Linked DNA regions of Rattus norvegicus: region 2 is linked to region 1. Evidence: chromatin contacts called from public Hi-C data. All regions are on one chromosome and are shown on one strand. Each heading gives the region's core, a stretch centred on a gene start, on an enhancer-like site or on the middle of the called end of the contact. The rest is flanking DNA. Distances are from core to core; before and after follow the strand shown.

The links. Hi-C and Micro-C count contacts between places; a contact is called where the count stands out from the background.
Region 2: a contact with region 1 is called in a Hi-C map of liver, with 3 times the contacts expected there. The contact joins two enhancer-like sites. A contact is called at or near these places in 2 of 12 Hi-C or Micro-C datasets (both in liver).

The regions. Positions count from the first base shown.
Region 1 is chr11:91,511,279-91,518,099 of GRCr8, forward strand. It overlaps LOC108352357 (a long non-coding RNA gene), which reads right to left and starts at 5,704. Exons shown (of 3, transcript XR_005491457.2): 1 at 5,352-5,704; 2 at 284-422. Within about 2 kb of position 2,288, at least 1 of the 93 cell types and tissues checked has an H3K27ac peak or open chromatin away from gene starts, as enhancers often do. A contact at or near this core is called in liver, where this site is marked.
Region 2 is chr11:91,641,174-91,648,306 of GRCr8, forward strand. No RefSeq gene overlaps it. Among named protein-coding and RNA genes, the nearest start is that of Ahsg, 12 kb to the left of the region's middle. Within about 2 kb of position 3,703, at least 5 of the 93 cell types and tissues checked have an H3K27ac peak or open chromatin away from gene starts, as enhancers often do. A contact at or near this core is called in liver, where this site is marked.

The DNA of each region.
Region 1 (6,821 bases), core at 1,038-3,537:
AGTAGGTTTCCATTAGCTATGATGGACCAGGCACATTTTCCTGAGTGAAATGTACCATAAGGAGAGGGTGGTGGTACAGAAATAATCCTGGTAGACACAAACAGCAAGTATTTGGGAGCACAAATGGGGAAGTAGGTGGTCCAGTTAGAAAATTAGATTAGTGCAAAGCTAAATAAATAATTCAATGTCTGAGTCTCATTCATTTGTAAGCTAGACCTAGTTTATGAGTCTGTGTCATATCCATAGGACATAAGAATAATTAACATCAACATATGCCACTCACCAGGCTCCTACCCACTGTCACCCACAGGACAGGTCCCCAGATGTATCACCCATCCAGAGTAACCATTGTAGGTCTATGTGGCTATAGAGAATTTATTATTTCCACTCTTCTCCACAGTTTCTGTTCATTCTCCAGTGGCCTAAAAGAAAAAAAGGCCATTTGTCTAAATCTTTCTTTGTGATGACAATATCTAGCAGTGGTGTTGTTAAATGTGGCTTTTTAAAATGAAAAAGAAGTAAAAGCAATAAGGATGTTTTAATAGAGTTTTTGTTTTGTTTTCTTTAGATTTATTTGTTCTTATGCATGCAAGTGCTTTTCCTGGATGTGTGTCTATATGATTGGTGTCTGCAGAACCCAGAGGACAGCAGCAGAAGCAATGGGACTAGAGTTACAGATGGTTCCAAGTGTCCATTTGGGTGCTAGAAACCCAACCCAGGAATTCTCAAGAGTAGCAAGTGCTCTTAACACTCAGCAATCTTACCAGCCCATTAACAAACTTGTGAGACTTGAGAATGAATATTTATGTGACCTTGTGATTGTTCCCTCGAGCCACTGATGCTCACAGGACAGGGGAGAGGCAGAGTAAGTCCTCTAAGGTTGAGTCATGATGTGGAGATCTGTGGCTACTTGTTTGCCACCAAGATGGATGCCATGCCTCAGAATCAACAGGATGAGCTTCCTCTTTGATTCCCCCCTCAGTTTCAGTGTTTGCCTGCTCTTTACATAAATCAGTTTAACCTCTTAGAACATCCCACTTCCACACTGCTGGCTGCTAGTTGTTCCTGCTGCTCTGGTGCCCCCCACTGCCTCAGTTTACCCACCTTGTGGAAACAGCACCACATGTACTTAAGAGGTTGCTGTGGAGAATCAGTGTGCCCACACACAGAAAGCGCTTAACAGAGCAGCACACAGTCGGTGCTTACACATGTCTGCCCACTCTTAGTGATGAATAATATTTGTTGAATAGCTTTGACTTGGCCTTCACTTTAGCCCCCTGTCCTGAGTATCAGGAGCTATTGTGTGAAGCTAGAGCTCACCCTGATGTGTCCCTATGGCTCTGAGAGACTGACTGCAGGGGATAGCAACTGCTACACAAGCTCACAGAGCCAGAGTAGAAATCCTGGTCTCCTAATTGGGAACCCAGTACATGTTACAACTGTGAATGAGCACAGTGCTTAAACAAACACGTGGATGATGCTGACATCCTATCTAAGAGGGGAACTCCAGCCAGGGAGAAGAAAGGCTTGCTTCTCAGGCAGATAATACCCTCTCGCCAGTGCAAGGCAAACATCAGGTACTCATGCTCAATCCAGTGTTTCTTTAAGGTGCTTATTGTTAACAGCTCCTTTGTATAATGTATCTAGTTTCCATCTCCTATATCCAGTGCCATCAATATTTCCTCATTTTAATAGAATGAAGCACCTGCGGAGGGAGGATGAGTGGCAAAGTCAAGATTTATACTGAGGGCCAATAAAGCTGAAATTACCATATTCTTCCTAAATTAGACCTTGAACTCAACCCAAATGTCTTCCTGTTGTCTCCCTGTGGTCTGATGCACAAACTTTTGTTGTTTACATGTATACCTTCTAGTGAGTTGACACATGCCTGTTTAATGATTGGCATCTTCCTGATTCATGTGTCTTTCCAGGAACACAGATATGGTGTGGGTCAATATTCTACATATTACAAAGTTTTCATCTTTCCTGAACAGGCTCTATAATATAAATAATCCCCTTGTAATTAACCACAACACCAAAACAAACAAACAAACAAACAAACAAAAAACCAGTGTCTGATGAGTGGGCAAGTATGTTGGTATATATATATACAGAATAGAATACCATAGATGTATGAACAATTATACTTTGCAATTTGCAACATGGAAGGAACTGGAAACCAGCTGGTTAGTGAGTGCATCTAGGCACGGGATATCAAAGGCTGACAGGGCTGATGTCACCTAAGCTAGGAGCAGGACAGGAGTCATCAGCAGTTGGAGGCTGGCATAGGACAGGGCTGGCCAAGGATTACTGAATGACAGATAGACTGGAATGGACACAGAGGACAATGCTGTATTGTTCACAGAGAATGGCTAAAAGGACTTTGAATTTTGTCACCATGAACAGCTGATGACTGTCTGAGGTGACAGGTGATTCTGATTTAAACAAATACCTGGGAGCAAAGTCATTAGGTGTACCCCACGCTAGATACAAATTTCATACTTGGTCTATCAGTTTTCCTGTCTCATTTATATTTTATAGCACCCTGAGGGTTGCATGGGTCAGGCTGGGGCTTTTATATAAAGAGCATACTCATGGTTTCCTCAGCGTTCTTGAAGTCGCAGTCCTGTCAGGTGAGGCCTCTCTGAACAGGGCAGTTGCCCTCCTTGATTTGATACTTGAAGGAATAAAATGTTTCAGAGCCATCCTGAGGAAAGCAAAGGTGACACCTGGAGTCACTCAGGGAACCCAGTAGCAAGTTTGTGGACCCTGACATCACAAACACCATTCCTGATCAGACTCAAGGAGAGCCGTGTTCGTTAAAATGTGTTTATTTTTATATAAATATTTCCTGGAGGAATGTTTATCATGGTTTCTAAGTGCACAGCCAAAGTTGTCAAATCAGTGACCAACCCCTCTTTCCTGTCCCAGCCTGAGGACCCTGTAAGATCTTAAGATGGCAGCATTTGTTAAAATGGCGGTATCTGTCAAAATGGCGGCACCTCAGATTGGAGCTGTCACAAGAAGCTGTTCAAGGTGGTGCATCTCCTTTCTCACACCAGCTGAGCTGTCCTGCAGAAACTTGTATAGTAGTTGCACCCTCCGCAGCTCCACAGATACAGAGCCTCAGCCAAAACTGCCTGTGACTAGGAAGGTCTTCCCATGGGCCCAATGCAGGAAGAAGGAGGTGGGGGAAAAAGCAACCAATCCAGGAGAAGGAAAAACCCACTAGTTTAAAATCCCCAAGCTTCCCACAAAAATCCCACCAATCCTGTAATCCTTAAACAGGAAAATCCACCAATCTCTGAGCTCCCTAAATTCATGATTTGAAATCCTCCAATCCTCAATCTGGAAATCTCTGCCTTGAAAAGCTGTGCCTCCTAAGAAATCCCACATAAGGCCTGTCCTTTGTCCAATTCCCTGGATTCTTAGTTCCTTTCACTGGATGTCTCAATACATCTGTCTCATGAGATTTGCTGCCTGGTGTGTAAACAATTAAGCTTTACCACTTGCAACATGGGAGGAACTGGAAAAAAGCCAGTTACTGGAGGATCTATGCACAAGACACTGATGCTGACAGTGGGTGTTGTCACAGAAGCTAGCAGCAGAGCTGTAGTGACTATCAGAAGACACCAAGAAGCAATGAAGAGAAGGGAAAAATGAAATGGATGAGGGTCTGAGGCTCCTCAACTCCTCAGCTCAGTTAAGGATACCCCCACCCCCAGGGGAGTTGCAGCATCACTGCTGAAGAGGATTTGTCTGTGAGCTTTGTGGTTCCTGTACTCCCTTGTCTCAGTTTTCCTTTTGATTGTGACACCGTCCCTCCTTATAACTGTCTGATTCCTGAGTTCCCTACCTCAGGTTTCCCTTCCACTCAGAGATGTGTGGTTCCTAGGTTTCTGAGTCCCAGGATACCTTCCCATCCGAGCAGAAACACATGTTCATACTATGCTTATATTCTTAGTGATCTCAAAGCAGTAGCCAAAGTATTATCCCTGCCCTCTTTTATGTAAACCCTGGTTTACATGGATATATATGGATTCAACATGTCTGGCTGAAGTTGGACATAGGACAAAGCCTGTAATCCCAGTAGTACACTTGGTGGATTTAGACAGGGGAACTGTGGTTCAAGGCCAGGAGAGCAACAGAATGAAGCACTGACTCAAAATCCCCAAGAGCCATGGCACAGCTTGGTGATAGGATATTTGACTGACACATGTCCAGGGCTGGATCCCAGAGGGAAGGAAGGCTACCAGGACATTGTACAACAAAACTCCTATGGGGCCTTTTTGTCAGTCAATGGAGACACTAGGAGATTGTAGCCCCAAGTGCCAGGAAGCAGTACCACAGTTTAATCTCCTGAATCAAACAAACCTGTGTCCATTAGGGCTTTCTTTTTATCCTCATGGTGTCAAAGGAATGGATTTTTTTCCTGCTGGAATAACTTGGTTAATCCAAAGAGAGTATTTTAAAGTAAAATGTATAACATTATTCATTTATCTTTTTGAAAGCTTTTTCATTTTAAGTCTATGACTGCTTGCCTGTATGTTTCTATGTATGTATGCATGTTTGTATGTATGTATACATGTGTGAATAATACATGTATGTATGGTATGTATGTATGTATGTATGTATGTATGTATGTATGTATACTACAAAGGTGCCTGGTGCCCAAGGTGGCCAGAAGATGCACCATAGTCCCTAGAACTGAATGTGTTACCATGGATGCTGGGAACAGATGCCAGGTCCTTCCCAAGAATAACCAGTATCCTGAACCACTGAGCTGTCTCTCCAGCTTGTGAACTCTTTAAAAAGAGTCCTGAGCTTGCTTCCTCAGTACCACATAAACCTAGCATGGCAGCTAGGGAGATGGAGGCAGGAAGATCAAATTTTAAGGTCATCATCAGCTACACAGCAAGTTCATGGTTAGTCTAAAGCTACATGACACCCTGGCTCAACTCTTCTGTTCCCCAAAACTAAAGAACTAATGGAAACATCTATTAACCTCAAAGAATCAGCTATACACACTCGGTGCTAGATATTTGGTCCAAGCAATAATGCCAACTCCCTTCTCATCCCCTGTATCCATCCCCATGTGGAACTCTCACTTAAGGCTGGGAGATGGTGGAGTTCACAGATGCAGTGAATTCTCCTGCTGCAAGCTGACTGAGATGCTGGAGTCCCACCATGCCTGTCTCTTTCAAACATCTCAATCTGCTGTGGTTTCGTACTTCCTGGGACACTGCTTTCATGATCACCCAGGAAGCTTAAGGACCAGCCATCTCCAGCCCTCTAGCCCTGTGCCTGAGAGCACCAATTACAGGTAGTTTCACAGGAAAACTGTCACTCACCTTCTTAGTGCCCTCAGTCACTCAGTACAACACAAACTGCCACTTTGTAACCCAGCGTTACACTTCTTGAGAGCAATATCCACAGCCTGAAATACAGTCTCATCATTGCAGTCCATTTCCTGGGCGCCTTCTTCCTGCGCTAAACTTGGCAGGAGCCTGGAGCAGAGGAGCAGGATAGTAATTAGTTTCATGATTAAAGATTCCCTCTGGAATTGAGGAATTGTTTGCCAAGAACAGGAAACCAACTCAGAAGCTGCTTTTAGCAACCTCCAGTCTCTGGTCTCCTAGTGTCTATCTGCCTCACCACTTGGGTCCCTATTAATATTCCTGCAGACATTAGTTCTTTGTCCTCTTCTCAGAGAACAAATATGACTCTGCTCACTGTCCAAGCAGGTTTCAGGCTGGAACATTGCAACACAGAGGTTGTTGACCTGATTGTTTGCCTTTGGAAAGAATGTGGGGGTGCAGAGCACATTTCTAAAATGTTACACAACAAAAAGATACACCCAAGTTGCATATTCCAAGAGTCAGTAATATTAATAATAAAAATTAAAGCTTGTAGGGTGGTGGTGGCACATGCCTTTAATCCCAACACTTTGGAGGAAGAGGCAGCCACATCTGTGTGTTCAAGGCCTGGTTATCTACAGAGTTCTAGGATATCCAAGGCTACACAGAGAAACTCGGTCTCATTAGGGGAGGTATCGATTCCCTAATTGGTTGTTGATTGTGTCACTAAAGATGGCAGAAGCCAATTGCTGGGAGAAGGGGGAAAGGTGTGACTCTGGGTCCCAGGAGGAAGAGAAGGGGATGAGGCAGAGCATAGGAAGTCAAGGGGAATGGGGCAGGATATTCTTCACCCAGCCATTGAGTTATCTGACTAGTTTAAAATATTAAGGCTGTCTGGTGTTTTCCATCATCGGCGACTCAGGTGGAAAGGAGAAAGGGCACAGCAGGGGCGGTCATTGGCAGTTTGGAGCTAGCTGCGAGAGGTTGAGGGAGCTCAGAATGAGCTTTTGAGAAAGAGCAAACATGACATTAAAATTACATGCAACAAAGTTGTGTTTTACTTTAATAGGCTTATTAGGGTTGGAGATTTACCACAGCAGATCTACAGAGTTCCAGGACAGTCAGGGCTACACAGAGAAACCCTGTCTCAAAAGAAAAAGAAAAAGAAAAAAGAAAACAAAACAAAATGAAGAAAACCTTAGTCCTGTAACAGACTGAGTAAAGACTCTGATTAAAGAGTGGCATTTAGTATGCTCAAGCTTATAAACTGTTCCCCAAAAGCAACAATGGCGGGCAGACCGGATGGGAAGTCATGTGCTCCTCATCGACAGGTTATCCACTTTCTAATATGCAAAATTAATACAGACATTTATAAAAGTTTGCACAAAGCTACTACATTTATAAGAAGCACAAAAGTGAATACAGTAGTAGTAGAGAATAAATGATATATTAAGTTATGGTCTA
Region 2 (7,133 bases), core at 2,453-4,952, 130 kb after region 1:
AGCTTGAGTAGTATAGAAAAAGGAACCAAGTACTGCAGGCATCCTCAGAGAAGGAAAGACCCGTTCTAGCAACGATGAGCAGGAGAGGGGAGGAAAATAAGGGGGCAGGATTTGGACAAATAAAGGGGTGCCTCTGAGTTTCTCATAGCTGGGGTCCTCTGTGCCCAGATGGTTTTTGAGGGTAGCTTTTTTCTCAAGGGTTTTCTTAGTCCTTTCTTCCAGATGCTCATCTGCTAGGAGCCTTCCCAATTAAAAAATTAGTTCTGACCATGTTATAAAAACTCCATCTCCAAAGTAAATGCTGACAGTGGAGGGCGGGGTTACATTTTAAAAGCCAATGAGTTCTTAATGAAAAAATAGTGGTTACTGAAATAAAATTATAAAATAATTACATAAGGGCTGGAAATATAGCTCAGTGGTAGAGTTGCTTATAGTGTGATGCCCTGTGTCCTATCCCCAGCACTATAAGAAATGATGTAAGTTAAAGAACGGGTCAAATACAGAGCAACAGGCAAGAGCCCCGTCCTCTAACTTGCTGCCTCGGCTTCTTTTCATGCCGACAATTCTGGGTGGAGATTTGCCGAGCAGACAGAGGTAGGACTTTGACCCAGTTCTGTATCCTCTACCTCACAATGTCAGCTCTACTTCTTGTCATGGTGATGCATTTCCCACGCAGAAACCCAGAGTGATCCAGCAGACAGAGCACACGTCAGCACATACACAGCACCTGAAGTCACACCTAGAGACTGGACGAGAGAGAGAGAGAGAGAGAGAGAGAGAGAGAGAGAGAGAGAGAGAGAGAGAGAGAGAAGAAAGTCATCTTTCTTTAGAAAAAACTCACAACCCTCTATTTTCAACACCTCTATCCTAATATTTGCGTTTCAAGTATTGTTTCCTATTAAGCCAATCCAAGCGCCATCCTTTCCCGTTAGGACTAGAAATGACTTGTGACAACCCATAAACCCTTTGCGTTTTCTGCTTTCCGTTGGTCTGCCCTATTATTCAATTTCATTTACTCAGCCAACTTTGGGCTTTTTCTCGTCTCCTGCCTTGTCAGGATTGAACTTTCCCTCCTGAGTGGCAGAGGTAGCTCGCCGTCTTCTGGAGCCTTGGGTCTCTGCCTCTACAGACAATGACCCACAGTCGTCATGTTTTCAGTTTCATACTCGGGAGTTTATCAAACACACAGCAAGCGGGTGCCAAGGAAGAAAACAGCGAGCACCAAAGAAAGCAGAGCATGGATCAGACAACTGCACCGTCAGCAGAAACTGATTGGGGAAGCCCCGGGAACTAAAACAGCCAGTGGGAGCTTTTGACAGATAGAGGGTCCCAGACAGAATATCCTCTTTTGTGCAGTACTTCAGACGAAAAGCACAGACAGCCACAGGTAGAGACCACACCATCAAACCGGGCGCATCCAGCAGAAACCAACTGGGGAAGCTCAGAGAATCTCCTGGGCCTCCTGGTTGAGATTTCTCTGCACAGGTGAGCTTCCTGTGGCGTGAACTTGTGGTGGCTAAGCTTTTGCCTTCTTCCTGCTCCAGGCGCTTTCCAATTATGGGATAAACAATGATAACCTCTGTTGGGAGCAGTCCTCAAGGGCACAGCTGTTTTGTTGTATTTTCCTCTCTGTTATAGGGATTAAGGGGACCAGCCCACCCTCAGATAACTTATTATTGGAGGACATTTTGAGATAAACATGCTTCGGTCTGAAATGGAAGGGGATGCAGCTTCCAAACAGTACATGACAATTTAACGTATGTCACATTCACCTCAGGCAGCATGGATGCTTTTCTGGGGATTTGTGGAACACACCACCTAATGGAAGGAAGGATGAGCGGCTATGGTGGTTTGAAAGAGAATCCCCCTCCCTGTAGGCTCATGTTTGGTGCTTGGTCATCAGGGAATGGCACTACTTGAGAGGGGTTGGAAAGTATGGTCTTGTTAGAGTAGGTGTGGCCTTGTTGGAGAAAGTGTGTCACAGGGGGTGAAGGTGGGGTTTCAGAAGAAGCCTAAGCCAGGCCCAGTGCCTGTGAATCCAGATGTCAAACTCTCACCTACTTCTCCAGGAGGCTCTCAGAGAGAACACATCTCCTTGAAGTAGAGCCTAGACTAAAAGGCCTAGCTTGGTACCAGAGCCCCTGTGACCAACTGGAAAAAAACACAACAGTGCCTGTCACTTGGATTTGTCTTCTGATATAAAAATTGGAGTTCTGTTATAAAAACTGAAGGACTTCAGAAGTCCAAACACATTTATTTTGATGCTCATTGACAACTTGGGACAAAGAAAAACAAAGGCATTATCCTACGATTTTTATAATGCTGTGTAGTCCTGATGTTCAAGACCTCGGTAGGGCAGTGATCAGGCAAAGAGGCAGGATGAGGCCAAGGACAAAGGCTAGCAGGGCTCAGTGTAGGGAGCATGCCCAGTGGTGTGCAGTGGCCATCCAGCACCAGGCAGTAGTGCCCAGAGGCAGGCAGCTGTGCCACAGCCAAGCAGTGGTGTTCACCGTAGGCAGCAGGACTCTCAAGCAGAAAGTGTTCCTCAAGGGAATGTGGTATTTGTGGCAGGCAATAGTACTCAGGAGACCGCAGCAATGTGCAGAGGTAGCCAAGGTACTTTGTAGAGAACAAGCAGGGCTCCCAGGAGAAGCCCGTTGTTGAGAATCAGGCAATAGTTCTCAGGGATTTGAATGCGTTGACTGATTAGAGAAGGGAGTAGCCCCAAAAGCCTGGTAAGGGTCACCAGTGCCCGACAGTGCTTTCATTGAGTGGTATCCTTGGATAAGCATGGATACCCACAGCAAGAGGGTAGTCTTAGGCAGAAGTATCTCAAAGAAGGACACAGAGCCAAGGGGTGGTCAGGTCTCTGCAGGATCACATAGCAACGCCTAGCAACAAGCTGTGGTGCCCAGGGACACCAATTCAATTCCTTGAAAAACAGAGCATGGTACTCACACGGTCTTGTGTCACTAGATCACTCTTAAATACAGAGCGACTATACAGCACATTTTGAGAAATGAACCGATTATAGGACATTTAACTAAAGAAGTTTGGGAACATCACATTTCAGAGGGGGCAGGAAATGGTTGCCAAGGACATTGAAACCCAGAAACTACACGCAACCAGTGGGTGACTGCGTTATCTCTTGTAGACAGTCCAAAACCAACAGCTCAAGGCTAATTTACTTTGTGATGCAATGGAATCAAGTCCGCCGTCAGCTTGTTATCCTGTCCTTAAACACTGGTCTGGGGAAAGCTACTGACAGGGGAATCTCAGCAGGAAGTGAGGGATGCAGGAGACCTGGAGTAGGGGGGAGCGGCTCAGGCCCCAATTCAGATCAGCACTCTTTACTGCAAGTGAGAAATGTTTCCTCGGTCCAACCTGAGACATCACCTCACTGTATGAGCTGTTGATGCATTTTGGTCCCCTACACCTTGTCGGAGTTGAGATTTAACAGCAGCACCCCCAAGCTTATGATCTCTGCCAGATGAGATGCGTTCCCAGTCTCCCTCCATGGTGAAAGCATCTATGGCCCCCATGGGGGAGAGCACCCCTTCCCCACAGACCCCCCACATGCCTTTCCTTTACAGGCCACACCACCTTGGGGTTCAGAGAAATGGCACCAGGAAACCAGATACCCCGATAATGGGTAATCCTGTTTGTTATGCCCTAACAAAAGTCAGAAGCCAAGTCCAGTTCCGGGTGCAAGGGTTCCTGTGGCTCTTGGTCTCCAGTCAAGAAAAACAGAAATATACTATGCTAGGCTCTGGGTCAACTCTCGCCAAGGTTTGACTAGACTCCGCCATTTTAAGTAACCCTCCCTCCATCCCAACCCCACACCGGGGGTTGGGGTCAGAGAGGAAAGAATGGAGATGGGGAGGGAGGGTGACAGAGACAGAGACACAGGTGGGGGGAGAGACAGACAGATGCAAGCACACACAGACACACAGACACACACACACACACACACACACACACACACGCACACACACAAAGGCCGGTGTTTGATTTTTCACTATTATCTTAATTGCTCATTTTCCCCTCAATAAAAGGCATTTTGTCAACTGTTTAAATAAGCGTGGTTTAAAGCCGATGCCATTCTTATACTTTCTATTCTGATAAATGTGTAAACAGGCAGGGGTGGGGTGAGGGAGATTATCTTTCAGTGCTCATGTGACATGTTGGAGCAGCCCAGTTGGCACAGAACCTGCTTTTCCTCTCATGAATGAAATAGCCAGGATCTGTCTGTCTTAGGGATATTAAAATACATATATATATATATATATATATATATATATATATATATCTCACAGACACACAGCTGTTGGCGACATTGTCAGAGAAGAATGTGTGTGGAGGAGGAAGAAGCACATGAGGGAGAAAGCAGACTCCAGGGGTGAGGGGATGGCCCAAAACTAGTGGGACCAGGGTTCTCCTGATCCAGCACCATCTTCAGCAAGAACTGGACCGCGTGGCCTCATGGGTTGGAAAGATCCCACCTCACCCCACAAGCTGTGCGCTGGGAAGGTGTCTGAGTCCAGAGACTAGCAGTGGAGGGCACGGTGGAATAAGGCTGCCCTCCATCACTCAGTGGTTGGCCTCTAGACATCCTTAGTTTTCCAGAGCCTCCTGGTGATTCACTCAGCAGCAACTTGAAAGTCTCAGTGGACCACTAGAGTGTAATGTTTTCATGTTACTTCCCCCATCAAGAAAGGTGTTCTCGGCTGCTTTCTTCTACTGCATTTTTAAAACTGGCTGTGCTTGACAGTTTACATGCTCACCTTGATGATGTTCTCTCTCTCTCTCTCTCTCTCTCTCTCTCTCTCTCTCTCTCTCTCTCTCTCTCTCTCCATTTCATCTACTAGGAAAAAGCACAGAGAACCCCAACCTGAGTAAAAAGGAAGGGCTGGCAGGCAGGCAGGCATACACAGATGTGGCTAGCAATTCCACAGGGGAACTGGCTTAACAAACACTAAAATGGACTCAAAAGCCAGACAGGAAGTTTCCCGTCTGTGACTGTGTTTGGCAGAGCATGTGAGTCTCCATATTCTTCCCTCCGCATCCCTTCCCTGCCCTGCCTCCCAGCGGTTGGTCCTCAAGGCTCAGGAGATGCTTCACACTTCTAGAGTCACAGCTGGATTTCCCCTCTCTATGAGCTGTGTGGCTTTCCCTGCAGCTGCTCTGACACCCTTCAGCTTTGGTTCCTGCGTGCTCCCCCACCTCCCGTGAACACCAGGGATTGTCCTTTCAAAGACGGCAACAGCGATGCTTGCAACTGTATGCATCCCAGGCGTGGTAACTACCGCCCAGGGGACTGCGCAGAGAGGGCACCCAAAAGGGAGACAGCCGGGAGAGGGAGGCTTGCAGACCGTGTGGCAGAGGAGCAGCCAGAGCGAGCGGATCCGGCTTGTGGGAACTGATAGAAAAACATTCCTTTCTAATTTTTACCGCAACACATGTCCTCCATGGGCCCTGCACCAGCATGGGTTTTGCCTCACACGTGTCTTGCCTTAGCACGAGTACCCAGCCCTCCCAAGTCCACAGAGTCCCAACACGTGCAGCTCAGCTGTGTAATGTAAGTCCGACCAGTGCACGCGTGTTGTTGGCAAAGAAGCCTTTTCCTTTCTCAGACTTGCTTTAGCAGATCATCCTCTTTCCTGGGTCTGTGTCAGCGAAACTTTCCTTCCTGAGTCTGCCTTAGCCTTCCACACACACGTGTCTATTTTAACAAAACATTTCTTCACATGTTTGCCCCAGCAAAACACCATCCAAATGACTTCTCGAAGAACTCTTTCCTACTTCCTATACTCTTTCAAGATTAGAAGGTTTTTGTTTTTACTTATTTTGTCAAAAGATCGAGTCAAACTTTTCTCCTGTGGATGAGCCCTACAGCTGCCTTTATGGGCAGAGACGAAGCAGAGGAGTCTCTGAGGAGTTGTGAAGCCAGATCATGGGAGAGACCTCCCCACACCCTGGTCTCTCTTCCTTTGGGGCATGTGTCTTCGGACAGCTCTGTCCCCCTAGATTCAGCTGTCAGACATATGAGAAGAGGCCTTTAAATGGCTCTTAGCTGTCATAGTGACACCAAGTAGAACCAGGCGTTTCCATCAAGCATGACTATAATGTAGGCACGAGGGGAAATACAACGTTGCTGTGTGAGCCACAATGTTGAGTAATTGGTTCCAGTAGTAGAAAAGGGACACAACCCTTATAGTCTCATCTGCCTGTCTCATGTCACCCTAGACATCCTGACCTCTCTTCTGCAGCAGCTGCTGAGCAGAGAGGCAGGTCCTGGCAGACTCGACATTTCTTTAACAAACCGCAAAGCACAAGGGGGTTTAGTTTACTATAACGTGAGGCCTTATGGCCTTTTGTCGGACCAATGATGTTAGACCCTTTATTCACTAGGGCAGCTTGTTCACTACTCTGACCACACATGTAGGACAGATAGCCTGTGTCAACCGACATCAGTTCAGGAGATGACTTGACAGATAAGTGGTCAAGCCACGCCTCTTCAACGATGTTGCTTCTCTAACTGGAAACGTCAAACAAGCTTACCTGTCAGCATCAGTGAGCTCTGGCTTTCCCTGAGTTCTTCAAACTGACGGATGTGAGAGCTCCATGACTTCCAGACCAGCAGGCATTGGCACTGACGCTCTCTCCTGAGATACTCGGTGCCGATACAGTGAGCCAATCAGAGCACAGCCCCTTTGTGCCAACCCAGGCTGCCTTCCATATTGGCTGACCTGCTTGCGGTGGAGATGCCTTCTGTGTTTTTAACCTTGGTGATCTTAGCAACTTTAAGCCTGTCAGCAATATCTGATTTTAAGAATACAGCAGTGTGGGAAGATGGTCATGTACCTTTAGATGTCTCAGGAACTGAGAGTTCAGAGACGGAAACGTCTCACACCACCATGATCCTGATGAACTCAACGACTGCGATGAATTCAACTGATGCACCCATTAGTTCCCAGCAAATAGGAGGGAAATTAATTGCAGTTACTAACAACGTGACTGTTCCAGAAAAGCCTTTCCCCCCTTTTGGAAAAGTTTTGTTTCGCATGATTCAAAATAGTAATGACTATTTTAGAAAGATCATAGACAAGTTCCAACAAGTTGAACAAACTTAT